Linked DNA regions of Hordeum vulgare: region 2 is linked to region 1. A link is a contact called in public Hi-C data. All regions are on one chromosome and are shown on one strand. Each heading gives the region's core, a stretch centred on a gene start, on an enhancer-like site or on the middle of the called end of the contact. The rest is flanking DNA. Distances are from core to core; before and after follow the strand shown.

The links. Hi-C and Micro-C count contacts between places; a contact is called where the count stands out from the background.
Region 2: a contact with region 1 is called in a Hi-C map of leaf, with 2.4 times the contacts expected there. The contact joins the enhancer-like site here to the promoter of LOC123452489 in region 1. A contact is called at or near these places in 2 of 6 Hi-C or Micro-C datasets (leaf and seedling).

Annotation. Positions count from the first base shown.
Region 1 is chr5H:537,320,288-537,326,954 of MorexV3_pseudomolecules_assembly, forward strand. It overlaps LOC123452489 (TOM1-like protein 9), which reads left to right and starts at 3,613. Exons shown (of 10, transcript XM_045129142.1): 1 at 3,613-3,982; 2 at 4,329-4,407; 3 at 4,816-4,914; 4 at 4,995-5,108; 5 at 5,235-5,386; 6 at 5,514-5,595; 7 at 5,763-5,848; 8 at 5,985-6,149; 9 at 6,277-6,667. The coding sequence starts at 3,876.
Region 2 is chr5H:537,361,271-537,367,937 of MorexV3_pseudomolecules_assembly, forward strand. No RefSeq gene overlaps it. Among protein-coding and RNA genes, the nearest start is that of LOC123452490, 10 kb to the right of the region's middle. Within about 2 kb of position 3,736, at least 1 of the 3 cell types and tissues checked has open chromatin away from gene starts, as enhancers often do. A contact at or near this core is called in leaf, where this site is marked.

The sequences.
Region 1 (6,667 bases), core at 2,363-4,862:
CGACATCGGCATCCCCCTGGACAAACCTAGCTACCTTTCCCCTTTATTCCCTGCTCGCTCTCATTCCCCATCCGCATCCAAGAATTGTCGTTGCCATGACCTTCGACGTTGCCGCGGCCATCGTCCTCTAATAATTTTTTATGATCCTCTAACATGTGTTCCAATTTAAACCTTTCCTTTTCACTTTTGTAGTTTCTCTGTGCATAAACAATGGCCCGACAAAGATCATCAATGGGCTCATCTGGTGCCTCTTGATCTTCAGCTTTTTCCCGTTGTAGTAGCACCATATTCAGGGAACATACGATAGTTGCCATCATCATCTTCTTCTTCATTGTCTTCCATCATAACCCTTCTTTTTTCATGTTTGGTCCAACAATTATACCCGGACATAAAACCGGACTGAAGCAGGTGGATGTGAAGGATTTTTGAGGTAGAGTAATCCTTATTATTCTTACAAACACCACATGAACAACACATAAAACTATTCCGCTTGTTTACCTCAGCCACACATATAAAATTATGTAGACCACTTGGGAGAGCGTCGGTCATCGTACATCCATTACCGGCTCATCTTCATTACACAACATCGAAGTGATCAAATTAATACAAGTTCATCACATCAAAACCAAAGAAGAGTAGTGACCAAATGTTATTACTGCAAAAAAAATATACATAAAGTTTACGGAAATTGCTTTTGGAGCTCGGCCTCCATGGAGGCCTTTAAATTGGATATTCAAATTTCATGAAAATTCATATTTTTATTTTAAAAAAATTCTGAAAAAAAATACAGAGATAAGTGAAGGCGTAACACACATGTGTGCAAATTTTTAGAAAAAAATACATTGAAATGAGGGTTGTACAAAAAAGACAACTTTGAGGCTTTTTAACACATGATACTATTTATCGTTCCAGACCATGAATTTGTCTTGTTTGTGTAGATCGTATTTCAAGGTGCATAACATCCTCCCTTAATTGCATATTTTTCATATTTGGATTTTTTATTTCAAAACTTTCGGTCACGACGGAGCTCGGCCTCCAAAATTCTATTCTCTAAATTTAGACATATATACTTATCATAAAACAACATACAACTATCTAAAGCATTTAAATGCAACAACAAATGCGATCAAAATCGCAACTAAGGTAATAATTGATCAAACAACATAATGATAACAAGCCTTTTTATTAATGACATATTTTCTAATCTTCAGGCGCATCGCATCCATCTTGATCTTGTGATCATCGACGACATCGCCAACATACAACTCCAATTTCATCTTATCTTCTTCAATTATTTTCAATTTTTCTTTCAAATAATTGTTTTCTTTTTCAACTAAATTTTACTTCTTGACAAGAGGGTGGGTTGCATTTTCTGGTTCACCTACCTCCTAGATAAACATACTTATATCAACTTGATGGGCATAATTGTCATAAATACAAAATGAAACAAATAGTTATAAAAGATAATATACCACATCTGAATCATAAACCGGACGAGGGCCGACGGGGACGGATATCAAAACCGTGGCACTATATATATAACAAAACATCATACAAGTAAGAAAATTATACTAGTAACCATCTAAATCATACAAATTAATTCTTTTACAAAAAGGATAATAACAATAGGCTCACCAAGGTGGTGCTAGCGACGGGACGGCTGGACGATCGATGTCGGTGAGGGGAAGGCACTAAGTAAACCACACCTACACATATGCAAACTAAGAAGTTAATTTGAGCTCAAATTGCATATAAATCGAATAAATTCTCACATAATTACTCTCAAACTAAAACTCACAAATCACTATACTTATAGAGCATGAAACGAGCTAAACTAGCAATGAGAGATGAAAGGATGAAGTTGCTAACCTTTTAGAACACTTGGATAGATGGGGTGCCTTCGATCTTAACAAATCTTGGCAAAAATGGAGGATGAATTCGAGCTTGAGGAAGGAAACAGAGAGGAGAGAAAGCTTGAACTCGGGCTGGAAGAAGCAGAGCTTTATATAGGAAAGACTATAGTCCCAGTTGGATATACCAACCGAGACTAATGGTTTATCTTTAGTCCCGGTTGTTGATACCAACCGGGATTAAAGGGGCTCGCGGGGGCCCTAGTCTGCCACAACCCTTTTAGTCTCGGTTGGTATCACCAACCGGGACTAAAGGCCCCATTCCAACCGGGACTAAAGATGGTTGTGCCCTCGTCCGCTCCTAGCCACTGGAACCGAGACTAATGCTCACATTAGTCCCAGGCCCAAACCCGACAGGGACTAAAGCTCCGGACGAAAGGTCTATTTTCCACTAGTGGTGGGAGTAGATGAAGTGGTCGAGGAAGACGACGACAACAGTAGCGATGAGCTGGTGCTGGAAGAAGATGAAGGGGGTGGATGGACGACGCGGCTCGAGTGAGCGAGGAGCAACGACACTGAAGAATAGCAGTGGTGGTGGCCTGACGGTGGTGGCGGCGGCTAGTTAGGAGCGCGGTGACGGTGCTCGAAGTAGGCGAGGAAGAACCCAACAACATGACGAAGACCGGCGCGGATGATGGTGTTCCCGCGCCTAGGGAGGCATCATGACGCATGCCATGTAGAAGTCAACGCGCGGGAACAGCGAGTGGACCGCGTGCCGTGGCGCTACGTCCTGAAGGGGCGACAAAGCGACAGCGCGCGGGTCAGAGCGACGACGGAAAGACCTCGGGCGGCGGTGTGGACCGATTGTCGCGACGCTACGGCCGGATGGGGTGATGCAGCGGTGGTGCGCAGATTGGTGCAGCCACGAGGACGGCCTCGGGCGGCGGGGGGAGGGGGACAGCATGCCGTGGCGCTATAGCTCGACGGGGCGGTGTAGGGCGACTGAGGGCCGGGGCAACCACGGGGCGACGACGCTACGACCTGAAGGGGCAACACAGCGGAAGCCAGTTGCTTGATCTGCATGCAGCTACCCTGTTGCCCAGGCAACAGGGTCAAGTTGTTTTGCACTCGTACTTTAGCACTTGGATCAAACGTGTGCATGGATGCATCAGGTTAAATTAGCAAAGGTGCAACAGGGTAAATGTAGATGCAGCTCCGCCCCTGGCTAGGTGTAAAAACTTGCGGCAGATACCATGTTAGAAGGGATAGAGAGGGACTAATGAAATCGATGGATATTGTATTGGGTCTCATGAACAAGTATATATAGGAGTACAGACATGAAGAACAAGGCTATTAAATACATGTACACCAAGTCATCAAATATATCTCGTAGAAAAGCACAGGAACGGCCCACAACTCGTACACACAGGCTTGTGTTGTGAGTTGTCCACCGAATCGTAGCCCTGTGGAAAAGGAGCGACAAGTGTGTGCCTAATGGCCGGGAGCAGTTCTATCTGCGCAGCCAACGCTAGTAAACTCCATTATTCACAACGTCCTAGTCACGGCCGGCGCTAAACAAAGGAGGCCGCCACCGCGTGGAGCTGGTTCGCCCGCCTGTCGCCGTCGACCGCCGTGCAGTGCAGACCGATAGATAGACATAACAAACATACTCCATTGACCAATCCCCACAACTGCTTTCAGAAACGCCGGTCAAAGATTATAATTATATACATCGGTGACAGTTTGTCGTTGCATTCTTGTGACTAGTATAGCAGCTGGTGGAGTGGGTTCCTTTGGCCGGCCACAAAAGATTTCCCATTCCTTGGCTCCACGCTCCTGCTCCCTTCCTAGTCTCAGAGGGGGCAACCGAGGTAGGGGCCGGCGGCCGGCACCAGGAACAAGGAGGAGAAAGGACGACGGATTCTTGTGGCCATCATCGCCAAGGCTTCCGCTTAAGCTTTATTGTGTTGGGCTGGGGCTCAGAACATCTGTTGCTGGCTGGTTGATTTCGTAGGGGGGGTGGAGATGCCGTCGCCGTCGTCCTCGGTCCAGCGCGCGACGAGCGACGCGCTCATCGGTCCCGACTGGGCGACCAACCTCGAGCTCTGCGACACCCTCAACCGCGATCCAGGGTGAGCACGAACGCACAACGACTGCTTGTATCTTTCCATACTGTTGTATTGGCTGACTCTGCTAAAGCAAAGCAACGTTTCCATTGATCTAGCCGTCATTGCCACGATGTGTTGTTGAGCTTTTGACTCCATGCAGCCACTTGCTGTCCATTGATCCAGTCAGAAAACCAGACTTGTGATGTTACTCGCTCTCATTAACCTTTTTACTTACTAAATTATACTCAACGATATAGTATAGCTATGACATGCAAAATTTCTGTGAAAATGGTTACGTGCATCGATCTACCTTCTGTTGTTATCGGTTTGGTGTAAATAACTAAATATCTATGTTCGGTTGTATTCACAGGCAAACGAAGGATGTTGTCAAGTCTCTCAAGAAGCGCATTGCCCACAAGAACTCAAAGGTCCAGCTTCTCGCTCTCACGGTAAGTACGGTTTAAAACTGAATATTTTGGTGTATGAATTTGACTCATCAACTTAATTATGTGGACTATGTCAACTATTAGTCCAGCAAAAAAAAACTATTAGTCCCTTACATATAGTGTGCCCAATAAATTGGCATGTACCTTTGCACCTTTTCTTGAAGCTTACCTTCTATAACTAAATTGTTTCTTATTTGATAGCCGCGATGAGCTGTGTCGCGATTGTTGGCTTTGATGTTCTTTTCCAGTTTGACTCATGAACATATTTTCTTGTAGTGATGTTGTAACCTAGCAATGCATTACATCACACCAGAAGGAGGATGAATGGCACATTCAGAAGGGCTTTTATTTGGAATGTTTAAGTAATCATTTACTCAACCACTAATCAGTGCATTGGTTTACTTATTTTAGTTGCTGGAGACAATGATTAAAAATTGTGGGGACATTGTCCATGTGCATGTTGCTGAGAGAGGCATACTTCATGAAATGGTGAAGATAGTAAAGAAAAGGGTACGTATGGGCAGTTCAAACTTTAATATACTGGTTTCCGATATTAAGTCTTAATGTCTTTATCTGTGTGGTGGTTGTAGCCGGATTATCACGTAAAAGAAAAGATTCTGACGCTGATCGACACTTGGCAAGAAGTTTTTGGTGGTGCACGCTCAAAATATCCGCAATACTATGCATCATACCAGGACCTTTTGGTATTTTACACAAATCGAATAAGTTGTGATCTTTTAACAGTCTCAGATTTTGCAGAGAAAAATGAAGTTATTCTGTTTCCAAATTATCAAAATCTGTGACTTAATTAAACTCCAATCTCCACTCAGCGTGCCGGAGCCGTATTTCCTCAAAGATCAAATGGATCTGTGCCAATATTTACTCCTCCACAGACTCAGCCTCTCCAAAACTATCCTCCTGCTCTACGAAACGCTGACCACGAGGCTCCTGAATCGTCAGCCCAGGATTTTCCTGCCACAAGGTATACCAACTTATTAATTTTTTTATCATACAATGGAAATGCTTAACTACTGGAATGAAGATCAAATTTGAATACACTTATTTGAAATCTGAACCTCTGCTTCAACTTTGGAAATGTTCATTTGTAGCCTGGCAGATATTCAGAATGCACGGGGTATCATGGACGTTCTTTCAGAGATGTTGAATGCTGTAGATCCTAGTAAGAGAGAGGTATTTTGTTGATGCACTTCAACTACTGATCTATTACGTCCGACGAAGATGTTGCTAGAGAAAAATCTAACATGTTCAGTGTTCCAGATCTGTAAATCTCTCAAGTTTTTCAGTTTTTCAGTTGTTACTATCAGGTAAAGAAAAATTAAGTTACACTGAATATGCAGGAACTTCGTCAGGATGTCATCGTTCACCTTGTGGATCAGTGCCGTACATACAAGCAGAGAGTGCTGCAGCTTGTCAACAGCACCTCGTATGTCCCTTGCCAGTTCTCTCTCAGGCGCTTTAAGTGTCCATTTATCATAATGTCCTGCTGAAATTTGTTGTCATTTGTTAGTTCTGTATCGGTATATAAATCTTCTTATTTCGGATGTACTGAATTGATACAGGGACGAGGAGCTGCTCAGCCAGGGTCTTTGTTTGAATGATGATTTGCAGCGTGTTCTAGGAAAGCACGACGCTATCGCCGCAGGCATAGCGGTTCCGGTGGAGAAGCAGATATCGCTCCATTCCGCGCCAGCAAAGACAGATACCACAAAAGAAGCAGTGCAAAGGTTAGCAGCATTTGTCAATCATTTCGTTCAAGACATTCTACTAGAAACATACAGTTACAGTAGTAATAAAATTCTCAAAAACTGCACGTGCTTCCTGATTTTTTTTACCTTCTCTTCATTTTGCCAGGTCTTCGGCAACTACTACAAGTGCAAGCAAGCAGCCACCCTCTGAACAATTGGCGCTTCCCGCGCCGCCGGCACCTCAATCATCTAGCAGTGCAAAAGCTGTTGTTCCAGCACCAGCTCCTAGTTTCGACCTCCTTAGTGGAGATGACTACATCAAACCCGAACCTGAAAACTCGCTGGCGCTTGTTCCTGTCAGCGAATACTCAGCTTCAGACCAGAATGTGTTGGCCCTTGCAGACATGTTCCAACAAAATAGTTCTGCTGCCGGCAATAGAAACTACAACCAGCTTACAAACTCTGTTATTTCCCCTGCATCTCGAGCATACCCTCCTCAGGTGCAGCCTACTCTGCCTCAGCAACCTACAACTTATTCCAATGGAGACATCGTACCT
Region 2 (6,667 bases), core at 2,486-4,985, 41 kb after region 1:
CACGGTCGAAGGAAAAGATACTTGACATTAGAAAAGCATTAGCATACGAACAATACGATCTAGTGCTAGGCTTAGGATTGGGTCTTGTCCACCACATCATTCTCCCAATGATGTGATCCCGTTTATCAATGACATCCAATGTCCATGATCAGGAAACCATGATCATCTATTGACTAACGGGCTAGCCAACTAGAGGCTTGCTAGGGACACATTATGATCTATTCATTCACACATGTATTACTGTTTCCTGTTAATACAATTATAGCATGAACGATAGACGATTATCATGAACAAGGAAATATGTGATAACCATTTTATTATTGCCTCTAGGGCATATTTCCAACACTACCAGAGCAACGCGCGATTGCTATTGCAGAGGAGCTTGCGACCTTTCTGAGGACGGAAGCTATAGATGACAAAGGACGATTTAGTGTAGCTAGGGGCCATTACTGATGTTCGTCCATGTAATCGAATAGACGGGCTCTAGTCCCGATAATTCAGATCTCCATATAATTGTATATATATGCTCGCTTGTAAGATAAGTTAATCTTATATATATATGCATAATTATTTCTATTTAAATTATATGAAAACTAATTCCCGAACACCAAACGAGGCATCACGTTAATCTCCCGAACACCTAAACCCTAAAACCCAAAAATAATTTCATTCAAAAAAAAACCCAAAAATAAACAAAATCTGAAACTCTTTAGTCCCGATCCGTGTAACGAACCGGGACTAAAGGGCCTGCCCCTGGGGCGCTACGAGGCGTCCACGTGGAGCACCTTTAGTCCCGGCTTGGAACAGGGCCGGGACTAAAAGTTAGGCCTTTAGTCCCGCCCCTTTAGTCCCGGTTGGTGAACCGGGACTAAAGCCCCTTACGGGCCGGGGCTAAAGGTCCCGTCCCCACTAGTGTGAGAAGAAGGTAGCGACGAACTACTTATATAATAGGGGTTGCCTACAGCTCAGCTAGCTGAGATTTTCTATGGTCTCATTCACATAATATTATTGTATTTTGTATTTATTCTGTTTGTTTTTTAGCCCATCATTTATTATTTTTGACTAACATGTCATATTTTTTGTTCTTGTTGCTATGCACCCCATCTAGCCGGTCTAATAACTACTTGTTCAGTTTTTATTGTTGCACGTCGCATCTTTTAAAAAAGAAATCATTGATAGAGAAAAAAAGAATAAGCAAAAAAATATAAGTAATGGCTTGTTAGCTTCAACTACTCTGACCACTAAACATTCGTATGCAAAAAACTAGTGTGTTCTTATTATAGGAATTGTGATGTAATAATTTGTTTTTCTTCTTAGTAAAAAACAACTTGATTATAGTTTTTTCATGAGTTGTGACCCGCATGTGAATGCTTGTAGTTGCGACCTGACTATGAATACTTGCAATTGCGATCCGACTATCAATATTTGCAATTGCGATCCGACTATGAATACCTGCAATTGCGACTTGACTATAAATACTTGCAATTGCGACCCGACTATCAAAATTTGCAATTGCGACCCGACTATGAATACTTGCAATTGCGACCTGATTCTGAATATTTGCAGTTGTGATTAGACTCTTAATACTTGCAATTGCGACCTGACTTTGAATATTTGCAGTTGCAATTAGACTCTAAATACTTGTAATTGCGACCCGATTTTAAATACTTGCAGTTGCGGTCCGACTTCGAATACATGTAGTTGCCACCCGACTTTGAATACTTGCAATTTCGACCCGACTTTGAATATTTGCAGTTGCGGCCACATTTCAAATCTTGCAGTTGCGACCCGACTGTAAATGCTTTTAGTTGCGACCCGACTGTGAATACTTACCATTGCGATCCGACTATCAATATTTGCAATTGCGACCTGACTATGAATACTTGCAATTGCGATCTGATTTTGAATATTTGCAGTTGCGATTAGACTCTGAATACTTGCAATTGCTATCGATTTTAAATACTTACAGTTGCGGCCTGACTTTGAATATTTGCAGTTGCGATTAGACTCTGAATACTTGCAATTGTGATCCAATTTTAAATACTTGCAGTTGCGGCTCGACTTCGAATAGATGTAGTTGCCACCCAACTTGCAATTTCGACTCGACTTTGAATATTTGTAGTTGTGGCCACATTTCGAATCTTGCAGTTGCGATCCGACTTTAAATATTAATGTAATTAATATAAAATACAAGATGCATAAGAACACAAGTTTTTTGAAAAATACTAATTAAAAAATAATTTTAAAATACTAATTTATAAAATAGAAAACTATGAATAGATCATAAAAATAAAATATACATATTTGTACGGACAAACTATCAATAGCCGGTCTAATATAGTTCACAAAATTAAGGGTTGTATATTTGTAAAGACAAACTATCAATAGCCGGTCTAATATACAACTCTTAATTTTCCCAAAAAAAAAATAACAATAAGTGTAACAACGAAATAGTGACCACCGGCTGAAGAAACGAACAACAAAAGGGAAAAAACTGCATAAAAGAAGAGGCATAAAAAAGAATACGAGCCCAACAACAGTAAACACTAAAAGCAGCTCACCATGGCAAACATGAAATGAGCCCATAAATAATGAACCGGCAACGCTTGCCACGCCCAACAAGTCTGGGCGTTAATCCTCCTCCTCCTGCACGAATAACTACGTGCTAAATTCGACGGTCAATTAAGTGAATGAGCCCAAACTATTTCTCAGCTAGCTGAGAAATAGCAAAATCGTATATAATAAGTAGGACATGGTCGAGCAACAAAATGGTTTCTACGTAAGAGTTTGAACTCTATTCACATCCAAAGAGCGGAGTGGGCAGGTATGACATTTACCTGTTTGGGACTGCTTTGCTCCATCAAAATCAGCTCCGCTTAATCAATTCCATTTTAGAGCAGTTTCATATAGAAGTTGTAACCATTTTAAAAGAATGTTTGGCTCTCATTTAGCTCCAGCTTCACGAATGAAAAATTTAGTGAAAAGGATCTATTTGATTGGATGAGAGGTAAAAACGAAGGGGTATCCACTTACTGGTGGCAGTGGTGGGTAATTTTCTTCCAATTCCAGCTTCTATAATTTTATGGAGCACCTCCTAGAGAGCTTCACAAAAAACAAAGAGTTGGATCCCAGATTCTAGTTTTTTTACGGAGCGGTATATCGTGGAGCTATCCCGTTTGGCTTACGTTTTCTAGAGCGGAGTTGAATTTTCTGAAACAGAGCATTTCCAAACAGGCTTTAGTATGTGCATATTCTCTTGAAGACTTGAAGTTTTAGCTTCAATCATTCAACTGGCTCTGTTTTTCACAGATGCATGTATTCTTTTTATTAAAATTCAGTATTTTTTGAGCTGCTGAATGTTTATCAAGTCATATTTATAACCTCTACGGTCAAAGCAACATAAAGGATAAGCTACGAGACATTTTACCGTGCATCGTACTACTAAAAATAGTGGGTAGTATATAACTGATCCGATGGTTATTATTGATCCCTTGTTTTTTTTCCTAAAACATGTTGGTAATTGACTATTATAATATATTTGTTTTTTCTTAATGTTAATTGTAATGATTAATAACGTAGGTAATCAGACCTGTGAAAAGAATGAATTGTCCTTCACCTTAGTTCGTATGTTTGTTTGTCCTTCATTCTCAGGAATTTGTTCAGCCGGCCAAGCAGTCCGGCGGCCGTCTCAGTCGCACAGGACCGGCCACTCCGTCTTCCATTAGTGATAGCAATAGCAATGATCTTTGGACGGCGCCCGAGATCGGTTCCTTGGCAAGTCGTCTTTCATTAGTGATAGCAATGTCCACGTCCTTTTCAAATTTTCATGTCTCGTGCGAGTGCATGCCATGGCCAATGCATAACCAAACTAAAACGCGGGAGCCGGGAGGTGCCCTTTGACGCTGCATGTACTCCCTTCGTTGTTAAATATAAATCTTTTTAAAGGTTTCATTAGAGGACTTACCTCGCTCGCGTCGCTCTCTAGGGGAGCGGCCCGAGCGTCCCCTAGCACCGCCGCCGCCTCCCCACCTGCTCCTCCCCGCCCCCCCGTCGCCGTCGAGCGTCGCTGCCGCGCAAAGCCCGTGCAGCAGCCGGCGGCGGCGGGCCTCTCTCGCGCGGATGCGTCCCGGGACCGGCCCTGGACGGCGCGGCTCGCTCGGCGAGGTTGGGCGTCGGGGCGGCGGCCCGGAGGTGGCGGCAGGGACGGCTCGGCGGCTCGGCGAGGCTGGGCGTCGGGGCGGCAGCCCGGTGATGGCGGCGTGGACGGCTTGGAGGGGCTGGGCCTCGGCGCGCCTTCTCCCCCGCTCGGGTTGGTGATGGGCGGGTCCCGTGGTGGCGGCTTGGCGGTGTGGTGCGGCGGAGCTCCGGCACGGGCTGGGTCCTCTAGCGGGCTGGAGGCGCGGCAGGGCGCCATCCAGTGGTGCTGCCTCCGCAGCGACTGCGGCCTGCCCTTGACCCCGATCTGGACCTGGATCTGGATCTGGTGGTACTCGGGCCTACGTCATGGTGGCTTCGGAGGTGTCGTGTCGCTGGGGGTGCTGCGTGGAGGACGTGCTTGGTGGCTCCCCGGTGTCGCTGGCGCGGTGGCTTCGTGGGAGGCGTGTGGGCTAGCGAAGATGCTGTGCGTGGGGTTGTGGTGTTGGGAGGTGCTCCGGGCGAGAGCTTGCCGGCCAGCGGTGATGGCAGCTGTGGACGTCGTCTCACCTTCTTGGAGGCACCGTTGAGGAGTTCTCTTCCCACACACCCTCAGATCCAGTTATTCGGGTGAAAACCTTAGGCCTGGTTGGGCCGGACAACGGCGTCGGCATCGTCGCTTCCTCCTTGGGGGCGTCGTCTTGAAGAGCTTTGGATTTCGATTGCACTCTTCAGGGGCTAGACGCTCGTGACACTGCGGTCGGCTGGGGCGCGTCCGGCAATGTGAATGATCTGCGCGGCTTCTTGTGCGGCAACGATGGCCCCTTCAAGCGGAGAAGGATTTGATGTTGGGTTCTGGTAGTCGGTCTCGTCCGGCGTGTTCGAGGGGTCGCCGTGCCTCTCTTGTCTTCTGAAGTCGGAGTTGTTTGAGGGGGATCCTTGCGGCGACGATGACGTGAAGACGGGTGGTCGGTTCTGGCGCTGGCTCGGCGCAGGTCATGTGCTTTTCTTCCTTCAATGCTCGTCGGCTGAGTCGAAGCTGCCTGGTCGCCGGCGCGTGAGGTGGACTTTTGGCGTCGTCCGACGCAGGCCTCTACCCTTGTCTGCGGTGGAGGCTACATCGGTGGTCGTCGATGGTGAAGTCGGAGTCGCCCTCGCGGAGGCGTGATGACGATGACGCCGGATTACAACCTCGACGGAGCTCTTCTCCTAGGCGGCGTGTGTGTGTTCTTGTGTAGGTTGCCAGGTCGCCCTGTGTGCCTTGTCGTGGCGGGCGCATTGTGACGGTTTTAGTCCGGTTTTCCAATTATTAACCGGACAACTCTCTTCGATCTTTTTTAACGAGATCGGTACCTAAGGGACCGTGTTTAAAAAAAATACTTTAAAGTGTTGATTCACTCATTTTACTTCGTATATAGACCCTTAGTAAAATCTCTTAAAAGACTTATATTTAAGAACGGAGGGAGTAGGAGGCAATTATCACAGCAATTAATTTCTCGTGCTATTATTATGCGAGTTAATTGTGTATTGGTCGCAGCACTACCGAAACTGCCCCTGATCACAAAATATATACTACCGAAAATCTGCAATAGTATTTTCAAATCTGGGCCGTACGTCCAAACACAAAAATAAACGGTCTGTATTGATCTGATGTACTGTAAAAGGTCTCGAACCTAAAATGTTGCCAGTCCAGAAGGAAACTTCTTTTGGTCATTACACGATGAATTGTCACAAATCATTATCGTAAAGACTCAACTCTCCGGAAAGAGAGAGGTATTTATATCTCAGCGGACAAGGTAATATGCATATTGGAGGGGCGTTTTGGCTCCAGTAACGTGAAAACAAATAGTAAATGATTGTAAAAAAATCTAAAACATTTTGTGAATGTTAGTGTTAGTGTTACAAGCGTGCTTGACAATGATCATGCGAGACGGTAAGCCGTGTTTCGTCGGTGAAAAAAATTGAGGTTACGCAGGCCAAAATGCTTAACTTTTTTGCCTCAGAATTTGCAGGTGGCATTAACAAATAAAAAAATTGTCTTATTGTTTTTACATTTAAAATTTTATTTTTGGGTCCGGGGCCAAATTGAATTTCCCCTATGCATATGCCTTTTTCTAAACACAAGTATGCATACTAGATCTATTTACGCAAACCTATTACTGAACTTCCCGAGAGATAACTTTTATCCGATTAAGATATTTCTGTCACTGAATCATCACCATAAAGTTTCTTGAGAGAAGCTCGTATCGACCTTTTGCATTAGTTTGCATGTTTTGGCGACCGTCTTTTTGTTGTTGTTTTTTGAAGAGTACTATCAGACCTCAAGAGTAAAGCAGTGAGGATCGAACTGGACGAGGGACGCTGTTAGGTAAGCCTAAGCACAACATGACAACGCCTCCCAGGAAAACTCCTAATTAACCTGCCACTTGGTGCTGCACCACACCTACAAGAAAGGTGCAGAAACTATACATTTAGGCCTCGTTTAGCACGGAGGGATTCAGGAGGTTTCGAAAACCCCTGGGAGGGTCAGAAA